Regions from separate parts of the Gossypium raimondii genome. Here region 2 is linked to region 1. Evidence: chromatin contacts called from public Hi-C data. All regions are on one chromosome and are shown on one strand. Each heading gives the region's core, a stretch centred on a gene start, on an enhancer-like site or on the middle of the called end of the contact. The rest is flanking DNA. Distances are from core to core; before and after follow the strand shown.

Region 1 (7,391 bases), core at 3,029-5,528:
TATTATCCTTGTCGAAACTATTTTTTATTTTTAGAAAAAATAAAAATTAGTTGTCGATGAAAATTGGAGTCGCCACCAATTTTTTATTAAGGTGTGATTGGACCACCTAAAAATAACTTTGGTCTACGAGTTTTAGAAAAACAGGTTCGGGAGTCAGTTACGTACGAGGAAGGATTAGTACCCTCATAACGTCCAAAAATTGGTACCTAGTTAATTAATTTATGTCTTAATGTCGAAAATTTAAAAAATATAATCCTTAGCAAAAACTTAAAAACGTTACGTATTAAGACCCTTATCATTTCAGAGAAAGAAAATGCCACACCCAATGCGTTAGGGCACGACATTCTAATTTCCTCAAAAATGAATTAGGCCAGAATACTCGTGTAATAAAAATTTAAAAGAATATTCATTTATTCAAGATTTAAGAAATCGCAACCCAATACGTTAGGGCACAATTCCTCCAAAATCCCAAACTCGGAATATTTCCTTTATTATTTTTTAGAAAAAATATTCATTTCGAGAAATTAATGCGTCACATCCAATACGTTAGGACACAACATGTTGAATTCCCAATAATGAGTTCTTATTTTTTTGATTAAAGAGAAATGCTCGATTGTTAGATTTAATGAAGAAAATCGGAACCCAATACATTAGGGCTCAATTTCCTTGAAAATCCTAAATACAAGCATTATCTCAATTTTGAAAAGTTTGAAATCGAGTAAAAAATGATGTGATGCTACATTAAATATACAATGCAATAATAAATATTACAATGGTATAGAAATAATGTAAACAGTAAATAAGCAAAATTTGAAAAACGATGACATACAAAATATCTAATAAATGAACAAAATAAATAATAATAAAAACATCCTTTAGAAGGTAAATAAAAATACAAATAAATATAAAAATAAAGTGTGTATACATTATATTGAAAATATGAATTTACATATAAAATTTGGTTTATAGAATTTAAATAACAAAATATATAATGTATTTATGAAAACAAAATATATATATATATATATAAATATATTCATGCATTTACAAAAAATGAAATATATAAGTATAATGTAAAAACGTGGAAAATATTTATAATAAGCTTTGAATGGAGTATAAATATATGTGTATATATTATAAAAATGTATAAACATATAAAAATCATAGAATATGGGCAAACGTATAAATATTATGAAATATAAATGTGTATATATATATATGTATAAAAACTACGAAAATAAAATAATAATGAAGTATGTATATAATATGTATATATATATTAAAACGTTTAAAATATATATGTATATATATTAACATGCATATGCATATATATGTAGGTATAATAATAATATATAATATAATAATAAAATAATAATAACAAAATTAATAAAATAGACTAAAAACCTAAAATGAAAGATTAAGGATTAAATTGAAAATCAACAGAATTAAAAAAAATGAAGGGCCCAATTAAAAGGTGCGAATAACTCATAGGACTCGAATGGGAAAATATCTCCATCCTTTGAAACGCATTACTTTATTAGGGCTAAATAAAATAAATAAATAAAATTCGCAGTGGTATCACCTTCTCCCTTTTTTAAAATCGTAAATAAGTAAAAAATAATCGAAAAAGAAAAAAAAAAGAAAACAGTAAGCCACCTTTAAAAAACTGTCAATCGTTCTCCCTTTTTTATTGATTCTTTTTCTTTTGCAATGAAGGGAAAGGCCTCTATTTATAGCTGAACCTCCCCAAATCCAACGGTACAGATCAATTACATCAACGGCGAAGATTAAAGGGTATCTACAAATTAAATCTCTAAGATTACAAAATCATATCTTCTAAGATTACATATCATATCTAAGATTGCATATCATATCTAAGATTGCATATCCTCGAAGATTATGTTTCCATATGTGAGTCCGGGCTAAAATTGGGTATTACAATCCTTTTTCTAATAATTTTAGATTAAATACATAATAATAAATTTTAGATCAATTTATATCAAATAAAATTTAAGTCTAATAAAAACAGAAAGAAAATTCTTAAGAATGAAACAACAGATCTTATATTTCAAAATTATAATTATAATCATAATTTATAATTTTATTTAAACATCATATATTTACTTATTAATATATAAATTGTAATAAAAATAAGATTTATCATAATTTTATGAAAATTGAAACTAAATGATATTAAAAGAACTAAACTTGTTTAAAATATATATAACAATCAGTACAATTTAATAAAATATATACAGGATAATCTTACATTTCGTTAGTCAAACACCTTAATTTTATATTCCAACTAAATGAATTAAATAAAATGATACAGCATTCCGGCATTCCACCCCCCATAATTTTAGATTTCCTAAACTAAATATCATCTAATAACTAATTAGGGTTACAAAAGCAGATGATTTGTATTTGCTGATTCCAACATAAATAATTTGTAGTAATGGTACAAAGGTTGAAATCACGTGATATCCTCAACATTGAAGGTAATAATTATTTTGTAGGGGAAATTCATCCAAATTACATGGCAGAGGAAAAAGTTAATGAAACTTTGAATTAGCATAAATAACGCGTAGTTGTGAAAACAGAAAAAAAGAGTCGTAATGGGTGGGTAATAGGCCAAGTCCAAGGTGATAGACCTTTGAAATTGGTGGTGGACCCCTTTCCCCCCCAGCTGCATCTCTTTGAATTTTCAAATTATGTCCTACCCTTATATTTTATAATTTTGCATATATCGGGATTAAAAATAAAATAGCAATATTAATAATTTAATTACATTCTTATATGGTGTTTAAAAGATAAATGAGTTAACCTAACAACCTTATCTCAACCCTTTTTGAACGTTATTTATTTGAATACAAAAGCAGAGGAAGCCAAGTTTCCAAAGATTCTTTGATCCTTCACGTAACTTTGGTCAAAGTGTTGGAACCAATCAGTTGACGACAAGCTGGAAAGTTTGACAGGCTCTTCTGTCATTGGTTTGGTTTTGTTTTGTTTTGTTTCTCATGCATTTCCTATGTAAAGACGCGACTAAAGTTTTTTTAAAATAATCGAACCTTTAAGGATATATATGATCTAGTACGAAAATGACCTGAGCCCACCCAAGATTTTTCATGAGAAAAGGATTAGAGAGAGAGGTTATAGTATTTTGGTTGGTTAAGTCATTTGCCCACGTTTTCGGCTGGTTTTCAAAGAGTTGTGCAGAGAATGAGTCTTTCTTTCACATCAACTTTGCTTTTCTTAATTCTATTTAGACTTTGTTTCCAATATACTCACAATAGCATTTTTTTATTAATTTCACTTGTCGAAATTCCACCTATTAATATAGCATAATATCTTTTTTTTTTATTTTGTTTGAAATATTGAGTTTTATGTCTTTTCCTAGGAAGCTGCCTACTGCTTGAACAATGTCAAACTCTTACCAATTGTTTGAATCTTAGGAAACATGATGAAAAATTAAAATACAAAGGAAATACTGTTTTCTTATATCTCAAGTATTTCGATAATTGAATCCGAAACTAATATTGAGAGTTTAATACATATAAATCTATTAAAATAGTTGAGATCATTTTTCTTTCTATTTCACCCTTATGGTGAATAAAATGCTTTGGAATGACCGAATTTTAAATGTTTGGCGCATCCAGGTAGCAAAGTAGACGAACTTTTTCTCTTTTGAGGTTTGGTATAGAATCAACTACTTTATTTTCGGCACCAATCATTTGAAGTTAGCTTGATAGTCGAATACCCTGAATGGAGTCTCATCAATGTCCGAAATTACATCCATTTAAAGTTGGAAGAAAAAAGTAAAGCCTCCTCTTCCCTCCCCTAAATGCAGATGTCAATTTATAGTGAACAATGTTGGCGTTACACCCATCCTTATGCCTACTTGAATTGGACTCTCATATAAAGTGATGGATGTTATTTAAAATTAGACTAGTTCTAATTGCTGGTCATATTGGCATGCATTCAATGAAAGGCCCAAAGATCCAATTCCTTCGACTGACCCAAGGGACCAGTTAAATCAATTCAACCTTTTTTTTTTAACTGCAAAAACTCAAGTGGTCCCGATGAGTTAAAAAGTTATACATTCATGTAACGTAACTTCAGCATTCGGCTGATTTATCCCATGGACCGTCCTATCAGATCTTCATGTTTTATTCTGAATTAAAACTGTGTCAAATTGGACAAAATCGCCACTTCAACCAGATAAAGTAGTAACAAATTGCAGTCACCACAGCAGCTTGATCCATCGCCGCCTACTCCTGCCCTGCCCTACTGCCTAACACTATCTATCTTACACGACATTAGACACCTTTTTCTTGTGAATCAGTTAGTGCTTTGTCTGAAAACACATTAAAGTCTTAACAATTAAAACAAGGACAAAACTCAAAGCACACCACTTGTTTACTTCACATTGACAAATTACTCTACTAATTAAATAGCTTATTAACAATGCAAAGTAATTGGTGGCTCCAAAGGGAGTGTTAATGAGCTATTTAATGATAGTGAATTTGCAGTCTTAATAAGCTATTTAATTAATAGACTAATTTGTCAATGTGCAAGTAAACAAGTGGTTTGTTTTTGAGTTTTGTCCTTTTAAAAAAAATAGAAATAAATAAACCTTGCTCAGCAGCCCAAGCTTTTTAGACCACATTTTTCCAGGCCCACCTTTGTTGGTTAGAGAGGTTTGAGCCATTATTGGATCAAATTGCCTTGACCCACCACCGTGAATCATTTTATATATTTATTAACAGCACGTCGTAGCCTTACTGGATTGCAAGCCTATTTTACTCGTTCAATAATGCCTAATGGGCTTCATACAAGTAATACACACACAATTTTGGAATCAAACACCTAATTTGTATTGCTTTTTATATGCATTGTGTCAACGCAGATACATTTCTCATACGAAATGGAGTTTTAAAATTACTTTTGTTAAAAAAACTAGATTATTTTTTTAGAGAATTTTAGTTAAGTTTATTTATTTATTTATTTATTATCTTTTAAGTAGTCTCAACTACATAATCAATCATATCTAAAAAGAAAAATAAATTAGACAACCTTTTTGTGTCAAGCAAACAAGTTCAACAAAACACAATTATTTGCATCATTTTATATATTTTAGTTTAAGGTACAAAAAGCACATAACTTTTTTGGAAAAATCAATTAAATTCTTTTTTTTTTTTTTTTTTTGCATTCAATCAATCCTTTTGACCATTAATTTTAACAATTAATTATTAATGAAAACTTTTTTTTTTTTGCAATCTCACCCACGTAATAACTCCAAATTTCACGAATTCCATCATTCAACCAACAGCCAACTTTCCCCATGTGGCACTCCACCTAGAGTGCCAAATAAGCAGATGACTTGGGAAGGGTTTTTTTATTTAAAAGCTAACGTGGGATTAAAAAAATAAATAAAATCTTTAAAATGTAAGAACCCCAACAGAAAAAAAATCCAACATTTTCAATTGTAAACCCTAAATGAAATTCTCTCCATGATTTAAGTATATTTTTCAACAAATTAAAATATTTTAATCTTCACTACACCAAAACAGGCTTTTAGCGGCGTTTATAGCGGCGTTTGGACAAAAAACGCCACTAAAAAATAAGCATTAGCGGCGCTTCTATTAAAACGCCGCTAAAGGTCGAGAACTAGCGGCGCTTCTTGGAAACCGCCGCTAAAAATAAGCATTAGCGGCGTTTTTTAAAAGCGCCGCAAAAAGCCTAAGCCCAACGACACCGTTTTCCGAGTTTTGGGGCATTTAGCGGCGTTTTTGAAAAAGCGCCGCTAATGCTCGGGCCTTTAGCGGCGTTTTTGAAAAAGCGCCGCTAATGCTCTGGCCTTTAGCGGCGTTTTTGAAAAAGCGCCGCTAATAATAATAAAATCTAAATCCATTTCAATTATCTCATTCTTTGATATATTCTCATGTAATGTTTCAATTATATATTTTTTTTTTAAGTTGAAAAATTGATATTTCGTTGTATTTATTATATATTGGTCAAATTTATATTTAAATGATAACAAATAATATTGCTTAATACAAAATGTTTCTATTAAAGAGAAGTCGTCCTAACTCCTAACTATTTGTTATTATTTTCAATCACAGTTTATTTAAACTACTTTACTAGAAAAATATATTAAATTATGAGTAAAATAAAATATCATAAAACTTAAATTGTTGTGTTGTAAAGAATAAAAATAGAATAAATTTTATAAGAATAATAAATTTTGATAGTTCGATTAAATAAATCAAAAAAGTAATATAAAACACAAAATATCGTGATAAATAATATTATATATTGATAATTTTACTACCAAAAATAATCTTATATTTAGTTAATCAAACATGAACACAACAATGGCCTAATAGTATCTACTCAAGAGTAAGAACTGAAAATGAATGAAAGGGGACAAATGAGGTTGTTACTTAGTCTAATACCCACTAGAAATTAATACTAGCTAGGTTTTTTAGGTTGAGAAAGGGTTATAGGAAAATATTATAAATATTGAAATTCGAATAAAATTTATTAAATATTGAATTTTAGAAAATAATTAAGTGAAGTTGGGATTCAATTTAGCTAGTAGAGTCGGTGGGGTTAGTTGGACGATTTGCTCCCGGAAAGAAAAAGCTGCTTGTTTTTCCTTGATAACAAAAAGTGTTAGCTGGGTCTCGAGTCTAGAGCTGAATGTTTATGGGATTAGGGATTCTGATTTAAGGGTTGTGATTTAAGGTTTATGGGTTAGGGGTTAGGGGTTAGAGATTAAGATTAGTTAAGGATTTAGGGTTTATGGATTTGATGTCAGGTTATGGTTTAGATTAATTAGTGTGTTTTAATTTATATATTAAATAATATTTAGGGGCTAGTGGTTAGGGGTTTGGGGTTAAGAGTTAGTGATTTAGGGTTTAGAGATTCAGGGTCGGGTTAGGGTTTAAGGTTTAGATTAATTAGTATTTTTTTAATTTATATACTAATTAAGTTCTTATATAATTGTAAAAGAGATAATAATAAATTGTAAAGATTATTAATTTAAAATTGATATGCAATATACAATAATTGAATATAAAAATTATAAAATATGCGAGCTTTTATGCGTTTATAGCAAAACGCCGCTAATATGTATTAGAATTTTTCAAAACGGTGTCGTTTCATTACAAGAATTTAATTTATTAGTGGCGTTTCTGCAGAGACGCGGAAAAGGTAACATTAGCAAGTGTTTATGACTAAAAATATTTAATCTAAACCATTTGATATATTTAAATATTAGATTTAAAAAATTAATAAAAATATGTAACAAATTGATACAGATAGGTAACTATCTATTTTGGATATATAGGACCAAATTATAGCAAATAAAAATAAAATACAAAAACTAA
Region 2 (7,391 bases), core at 2,703-5,202, 82 kb before region 1:
GTTAGCGGCCTAAGTTTGAATCATACGGTCAATATTTAGGAACTAAAAATGTTCCTGTTGAATTACTTTATACAAAAAGTAAGTTCTAGGAGACTGTATCGAAAAGCTTTGAACACCCCTCTTAAATTCACATACAAGCTTCTTAATATTTGATTAATTAATCTAATGCAAGTCAAAACCTTTGAAACCTTTCCCAATGACTTGTGCTATTCAGGAGACTGTATTAGGTGAAACCAGACGATTTTGTTTGCAAGTTGGTCAGTCGAAAATTGGTTTCATCAATTGGATTTACCTCTATAATTATAGATGGTTCAATTTGAAATTTTAGTGTCCAACTCTACTCGAATTTTTTACCTCTAATTATAGATGATTCAATTTGAAATTTTAGTATCTAACTCTACTCGAGTTTTTTATTAATCAATATTATTTTTATAACTTTACAAAAATCTAGTTCGAGTTCAAGTAATTGATCATGAGAATATTTTAGTTCAATTTTTATCATAGTTTAAAAAATAAAATTTAATCAAGCTAAAGGTTAGCGTCTCGATTACATCCAACAACTTTGAATATAATTGAAGCTTATGGAAAGAGATTGGAATGAATGTTTCTCGGTCTTGTAACATTTGCAGGTGACAAAGATGATAAATGGAAGTGTACAAAGACAAGGCGGATTCTTAGACAAGAAATTTGCTTGATATTGATATAGGTATAATAAAAGAACATGAACCAGCGGTGTAGCATTTCTAGGTAATGAAATCTGTTAAAAAGTATTGTCTGCACAAGGTTTCCTATATGCCATTAGCCCTAAATAAATCCTTTTGTAAACATTGTTCCTTTTGTTTCGATTTTTTTTTTCACTAATTTTCTCTAAGTCAGTTTGGCTGTACTGTTGCTTCCGGAATCCCTCGAAGCAGTCCAATGACTTCAACAATGTCATCAACATAATATTTTGCCATACTTGGTTTTTGCCCAACAGTGCAAGCAAATATCTCTGCTATGGCCGGTAAGGTAGGGTTGGCAGATGAGCGAGCAATGCTCTCAAACATATCTTCATCTGAACGATCATCTCCTATGCAAAGCAGAAAATCTGGTGATTTGCCCTTACTTCTCATGCTTGATATCAGATTTTCCGCAACAATGCCTTTGCTCAGTCCCTGCACTTCCACACAAAACAAACCCTTGTATGTAATTCACTGAAGTAATACAATTTAGAATATGCTCTCTAACTACTGGTATAAGCTTCTGAAAACACTTTGTACCTGTGGCTTAACCTCAACTATGTGTTGCCCCCTTTTAACAACAACGGGCTCATTGGCTAGAACATTCTCCAAGTGATCATGAAGCTCCTTAGCTTGGAATAAACCGAAATCAGGGTCGGCATCTTGATGGTGCCAGACGACTGCACTTTCTTTGTTCTCTATGCATGACCCATCAGTTGCCTCCATGTAAAGTTGCATTATAGGTTCAACAACCTCTTTCCAACTCAAGTCCACCGAGCGGTAGGTTTCCCATGCGGAATCCCTAGTCCACCTACCCATGGAAGAAAAGATATTATCAATCAAGAAACAGAAATTGCAACATATCTTGGATCATATGAGCACAAATTTAAAACGTTACCTTGTAAAGTATCCATGCTCGGCTGCAATACCCAATTTCTCACATGAAGAAAACCACTTGCTTAGGGTATCCCGGTCCCTGCCGCTCACAATGAAAACAATGTTTTTGGGGTCATCGCATAAACGATTCAAAACCGAAATAACCTCATGACTAGGCCCCTTGTTCACTGAAGTTGGAGGCATCATAGTGCCATCGTAGTCCAAAAGGATCAATCGGCTACTGGTTATCTTGTAGGCAGAGTTGAGAGTATCCCCTAGGAGCTTCCTGAAGTTAGGCTCCAAAGCAACAAGCCTAAACGCTAAACCAAGTCCAACTCTCCAATACCTCTTGTGATAATGATCCCTACAAGCTCTCACGAGGTCCTGATCAAAACTCCGAGCCCAATAAGCAACATCATGAGAGCTAATATACTTGTAATGCTTCTCATGGCGCAAATGTTTCTCCGTCTCCGACAAATCAATGGCTCTATACATTGCATTAGCCATTTCATCAATATTCCATGGATTGACACGGATTGCCCCACTTAGAGAGGGTGAGCAGCCAATGAATTCAGAGACAATGATGACACTATTCTTGGGAGGCGAGTTTTCATCGACCCCCAATGCCCTATCTAAAGCAGGGCAGCCCTGTCTACAAACAGTATACTTGTATGGCACCAAATTCATCCCATCTCTTACAGGAGTCACCACACAAAACTCGGCAACTGCATAATATGCAAGCTTCTCTTGTGTAGTGACAGGTCCCTTGAGGAAAACTATTGGCTGGTATCCAGGTTCCCCATATTTGTTATTGACCTCCTTGGCAATGCTATTGGCCTCATCCAGAAGTTGTTGCACATCCCGGCCTAAACTCCTCGCCGGGTTTGTAATCTGTACTAACACCACTTTGCCCCTCAATTCCTGATTCGTTTCCAAAAGCTCCCCCATGGCTGAAAATTTCTGAGGAATTCCCTTAAACAAGTCCAAATCATCGACGCCAACCATCATAATTTTCCCCTCATACTTATGCTTCAGCTCCTTAGCCATCCTAAGGGTGCTTTCCTCGGACATCATAGATTCAAGTTGCCCCATATGAATCCCAGCAGGCAAAATCTTAATAGTCACAGTCCTCCCATAATATTCTAATGCAATGTGACCCCTGTTGGACTCAGAATGCAAGCCCAAAATCCTTCGACAAGAAGACAAGAAATGCCTAGCGTAATCGAATGTATGGAAGCCAATCAAATCGCAATTTAGCAAAGCTCTAAGAATTTCATCTCTAACAGGTAAAGTTTTATACATATCAGATGAAGGAAATGGACTGTGTAGAAAAAAGCCAAGCTTTACCCTATTAGACCGTCTCCTCAAGAAAGTAGGTAAAGCCATAAGATGATAATCATGCACCCAAACATGATCTTCATCTTCATCATCTCTATCCGTTACTTCCAGAACTTTATCAGCAAATATTCTATTAGCAGACACGTAAGCCATCCACTGTGAACGATCGAAACGTCCCCCATCGTTCCCCGTCATGGGCATCATGTAATGAAACAAAGGCCATAGATAGTGTTTACAAAAGCCATGATAAAACTCGTTCCGCATATCCACGGGCAGAAATATGGTTTCGCAACTGAACTTGTCGTGCAGAACTTGAGCCACCTCCTCTTGATCCGCTGTGTCTACATCAGCTTTCAACGTCCCAACGTATCGCACCTCTGTATCAGGAGGGAAAGCGTCTCTCAGCAGAGCAAGGAGATCATTCTCGTCAAATTCAAAGCACCATTCATTGGAGACCGAGTCCCTCCACGCACGTAAAGGCAACTGGTTGGAAACGATAATAACCCTTTTCCGTGGCATAGCTTGCTGATCTTCTCCGAAATCAGATATGACTCCTGATACCTTCATGACTCGCGGGATCCGATTCATGACTCGAAAATCATCGGTAGACAATAAATTTAATTGGTCTAAGCAGCAACTAGAAACCATGTTTCAAGCGAAGAAACCCAACTCCGTATGTGAAATTCTATACAAACATAGAAAACAGAAGAAGAAGAAGAAGAAGAAAAGGAATCAAAGAACCAATACAGGGGTATTCAAAAAATCAATGAAGAAGGGAGTTTAATTCTTTGGTGTTGTTTTCTTTCTATACGTTCTCTGAGAAGGGAAGGTTGCAGCTTTAGGGTTCTGTTAAAAGGCATTTACAGAAGAGCATTATTACAAAGAAATATGAATCTTGGCAGCGATTTAAATCAAAGATATGGATACACATTCCATAAAGGAACCCAAGAAACGGAGGAAAAAGAGAGAGAAAGAGCTCTTAAGCAAGGAAAGAAGCAGGCTGAGGATAAGAACGAAAAGAGTGAGAGAAAGAGAGAAAATATTATATATGTGCGTGAGTACGTCAAGGCATGGTTCCAACGGTCCTGATTCAATGCGTCTACACCATTATCTTCTGAACTTGGGTACATCAGGTTCTCTCCTCACTGTAACCGACTCTTTATGTCCGATCCACTGTTCGCCCGCGGTTACTTTTATTTTACTACTTCATAATTTTGTTCTTTGCCTTTAAAAATTTTTAAAGTTAAAAAAAATAAAAGCAATAATAAATGAGAGATAGGGATAAGTAAGACTAAGATTTACGTATTTTTAATGTGATTTTGGATTAGTGCTTATCGAATCACTAATGGTGCGATTAAATATTTAATCATTGACATTAAATGTTAGCTAGCATTTCTTTTATTATGCTATGGGTTGTATTAATTAAGCTATTCAAATAGGTTATTTAAAAAAATGATAAAAGCAGTGATATAGAAATCAAAATACTTAATATATTTTTATTTGATTTTAATACACTAAGTAAAATAATCTTTTGCATTAATTTTAAGCGTGCTAACAAAATTTGTATACATTGATAAAATCACAAAAAGAAAGGTTACTTATGATTTGAGAATTAAAACAGCATTAGTATTATATGCATCATTTATTAAGAAGTATTAAGGATTAGGTTAACACCTTCATTCTGCCATTAATCAAGGTGCTGATTTTTTGGAGCAAAAGGGACAATTATGTATTTTTTTATATATATTTTACACTCTTAAATAGCGATAACCAAATAGAAAGGAAGATTTTTTTATTAATTTCGAAAAGTAGCACGTCAAAAAAAAAATCAGAAAGAAACGTGTCCGAAATCGCTACACAGATTTACTCGGTCATGAATTTTCTCATCGCTGGCACGTGTAAAGATTTCAACTCTAGACGCCTATCCATCAGACTCTCTCTCTCTGTCAAAGGACTTCTCTTTTTCTTTTGGATTTTTTCAAATATTTTATTTTAGTTTTTTATAGATGGAGTAAACATATTCTATTTTTATTTTATTTTTATTTTCATTATCCGTGACGAGGTTCAGGGAAAAACACTTGAACAAAGTTGTTTTTTTTATTTATTATTAATTAAATTTCACGTGCAATAAATTAAAGGGAGGTAGAGATTGCCAGGTGGAATTATTTTAGTGGAAATGTGGCGTGTTTGGGTTGTTAAACGAAGCCAAAGTCACGGACGTGTCTTCGACTGATGACGGGGCAGATTCGCGTATCTTCGGAGTTAGTGTTGTCAACCACTTATGAGCTGCCACGTCACTCACCAACCTAGGACATTTCTTTCCTTCAAAAATTGTTGTAAGGTTTCATAGTGATAATGGATGGGATGGGATTAGGTTATGTTATGCCTTTCCAACAAAATCCATAATTTATTGTTTTTCATGTACATATTCATAATTTTATCGCTTAATCATATTTAGTATTTTAATTAAAATTATTTTAGCATTATATTTATTTTTTAAAATTTTTTAACTTATATTGTTTGTCAAATTATTTCAAAATATATGAAAAAGTTAACATATTTTAACTTTACTCACATGGCATTCATGTAAACGTCATTATTAAATTTTTTTAACTTTAAAATTTTCAAAAAATTAATTATATTAAAATTATAAAAAATTTAATATTTTTAAATTTTATAAAATTAATTAATTGCTAACTTGGTATACACGTGAATTACGCATCAACCAAGTTAACAGACGTTAATTTTTCCATCCATTTTAGGATAATTTGATAAACAACACAAGTTTAACTATTAAAAAATAAAATTAAATAAATAGCTAAAATAACTTTTTATAAAGTTAGAAAGCCAAATAATTTATTATGCCATAATTTTATTGTGTTTCTCATTTATTTTAATTATTTTTATTAGTTTGATTGTGTAAATAATTTTTTATTTCAATTATAGTATATAAATTGCATTTTCTGAAACCACAATTATAACTTCTTTCAAAAGAAAATTTCATAATTTTATCACCGCCTAAACATCATTTACCCTTTAAAGTATATCATTTTTTCATTTTGATATTTATTTTGCTTATATTGATATCTAAAGTTACATTTTGTTAATCAGTTTACTCTACTATTGTTAAAATTTTGATTAAAATGTCCCAATTAGAAAATGCCACGTGGCATGGTATCAAAATGTATTAAAATAAAAATAGATTTATAAACTCTAAAAATAATTAAAATTTAAAGATAATTTATAAAATTAAAAATATAATTAGCATTTTAGAAAGTTCCATTTTATTTTGACTGACGTAGTAGTATTCTTCAAGTTTTATATTAGAAACTTTTTTAAAAAATAAATTTATATATTGTTTCTTTTGTGAGAAAAATATTTTAAAATCTTTTAAAAATTCTAATGTCTAATTTTATATTCTTCTTATTTTCATAATTTAACTATTTTTTCAATTTCTAAAATTTTTATTACACTTTTTGGTTTCTTTGAAATAGACATTTTTAAATTATTGCAATAAAATTTCAAAATTGAAATAATAGTTCGATTATGAAGATTAAAAAGAATATAAAATTTAATATATTAGAAAAATTAAATTTTAAATTTAAAAAATTTCTCATAGTAAAAATAATTTTAAATCTTTAAAAATATTCTAATATAAAACTTGAAAATACTATTAAGTCAACGATGGACAATGATCAATCAATACTTTATCAACATTTATCAATATGGGTTAATCATCTGTCAACACTAGGTCAAAGCCAAACAATAACTTTCTAAAATTTTAATTATATTTTATTTTATAAATTTTTTATAATTTTATTTATTCTCTTAGAATTTATAAATCTATTTTATTTTTAATACATGTAGATGTCACGTGACACTTTTTAATTAGATTGAAGTGCCACATGACACGTTTTAATTGACCACATTTCAATCAGTTTTTTTAATGATAGTGTACTGGACCGATAAACATAATGTAACTTTAAGTACTAACTTGGACCCAAAATAAATTGAAGTACCAAAGTGAAAAAAAAAATGTATACTTTAGGTGGCAACTTTAGGTACTATCCCATTAATTTCTTTTTAAAATCATTGGAATTTTCATCTATACTATTATTTAAACTTTGATTGAGTTAGTGTCACACGTTAACTGAATTTTAACTCAATTGGAAAAATACTAATTTACCCATTTTTTAAATGATTACTATTATTATTTTGGTGACTTTTTTTTTGCACCCAATTAAGCCATTGAACTAATAAAATTGGCCAAATAAGTCATTTAACTAATGTTGACCGTTAGTATTTAATGACAATGCTAATGTGGCACTGCCATGACAACAAAAACTAAAAAATTTAAAAATAAAATATTTTTAAATTATTTTTAAAATAAGTACACAAGGAATATGGACCAATGGTTATCTAAGTTCATTTGAATCTAGACTCACATTTATTCAGATG

The links. Hi-C and Micro-C count contacts between places; a contact is called where the count stands out from the background.
Region 2: a Hi-C map of leaf shows a contact between it and region 1, with 7 times the contacts expected there. The contact joins the promoter of LOC105790983 here to the enhancer-like site in region 1. A contact is called at or near these places in 2 of 2 Hi-C or Micro-C datasets (both in leaf).

The regions. Positions count from the first base shown.
Region 1 is chr8:19,792,483-19,799,873 of ASM2569854v1, reverse strand. No RefSeq gene overlaps it. Among protein-coding and RNA genes, the nearest start is that of LOC105790982, 4.5 kb to the right of the region's middle. Within about 2 kb of position 4,278, the one cell type or tissue checked has open chromatin away from gene starts, as enhancers often do. A contact at or near this core is called in leaf, where this site is marked.
Region 2 is chr8:19,874,038-19,881,428 of ASM2569854v1, reverse strand. It overlaps LOC105790983 (probable alpha,alpha-trehalose-phosphate synthase [UDP-forming] 11), which reads right to left and starts at 3,952. Exons shown (of 3, transcript XM_012618806.2): 1 at 1,618-3,952; 2 at 1,260-1,530; 3 at 672-1,154. The coding sequence starts at 3,581. The coding sequence ends at 873.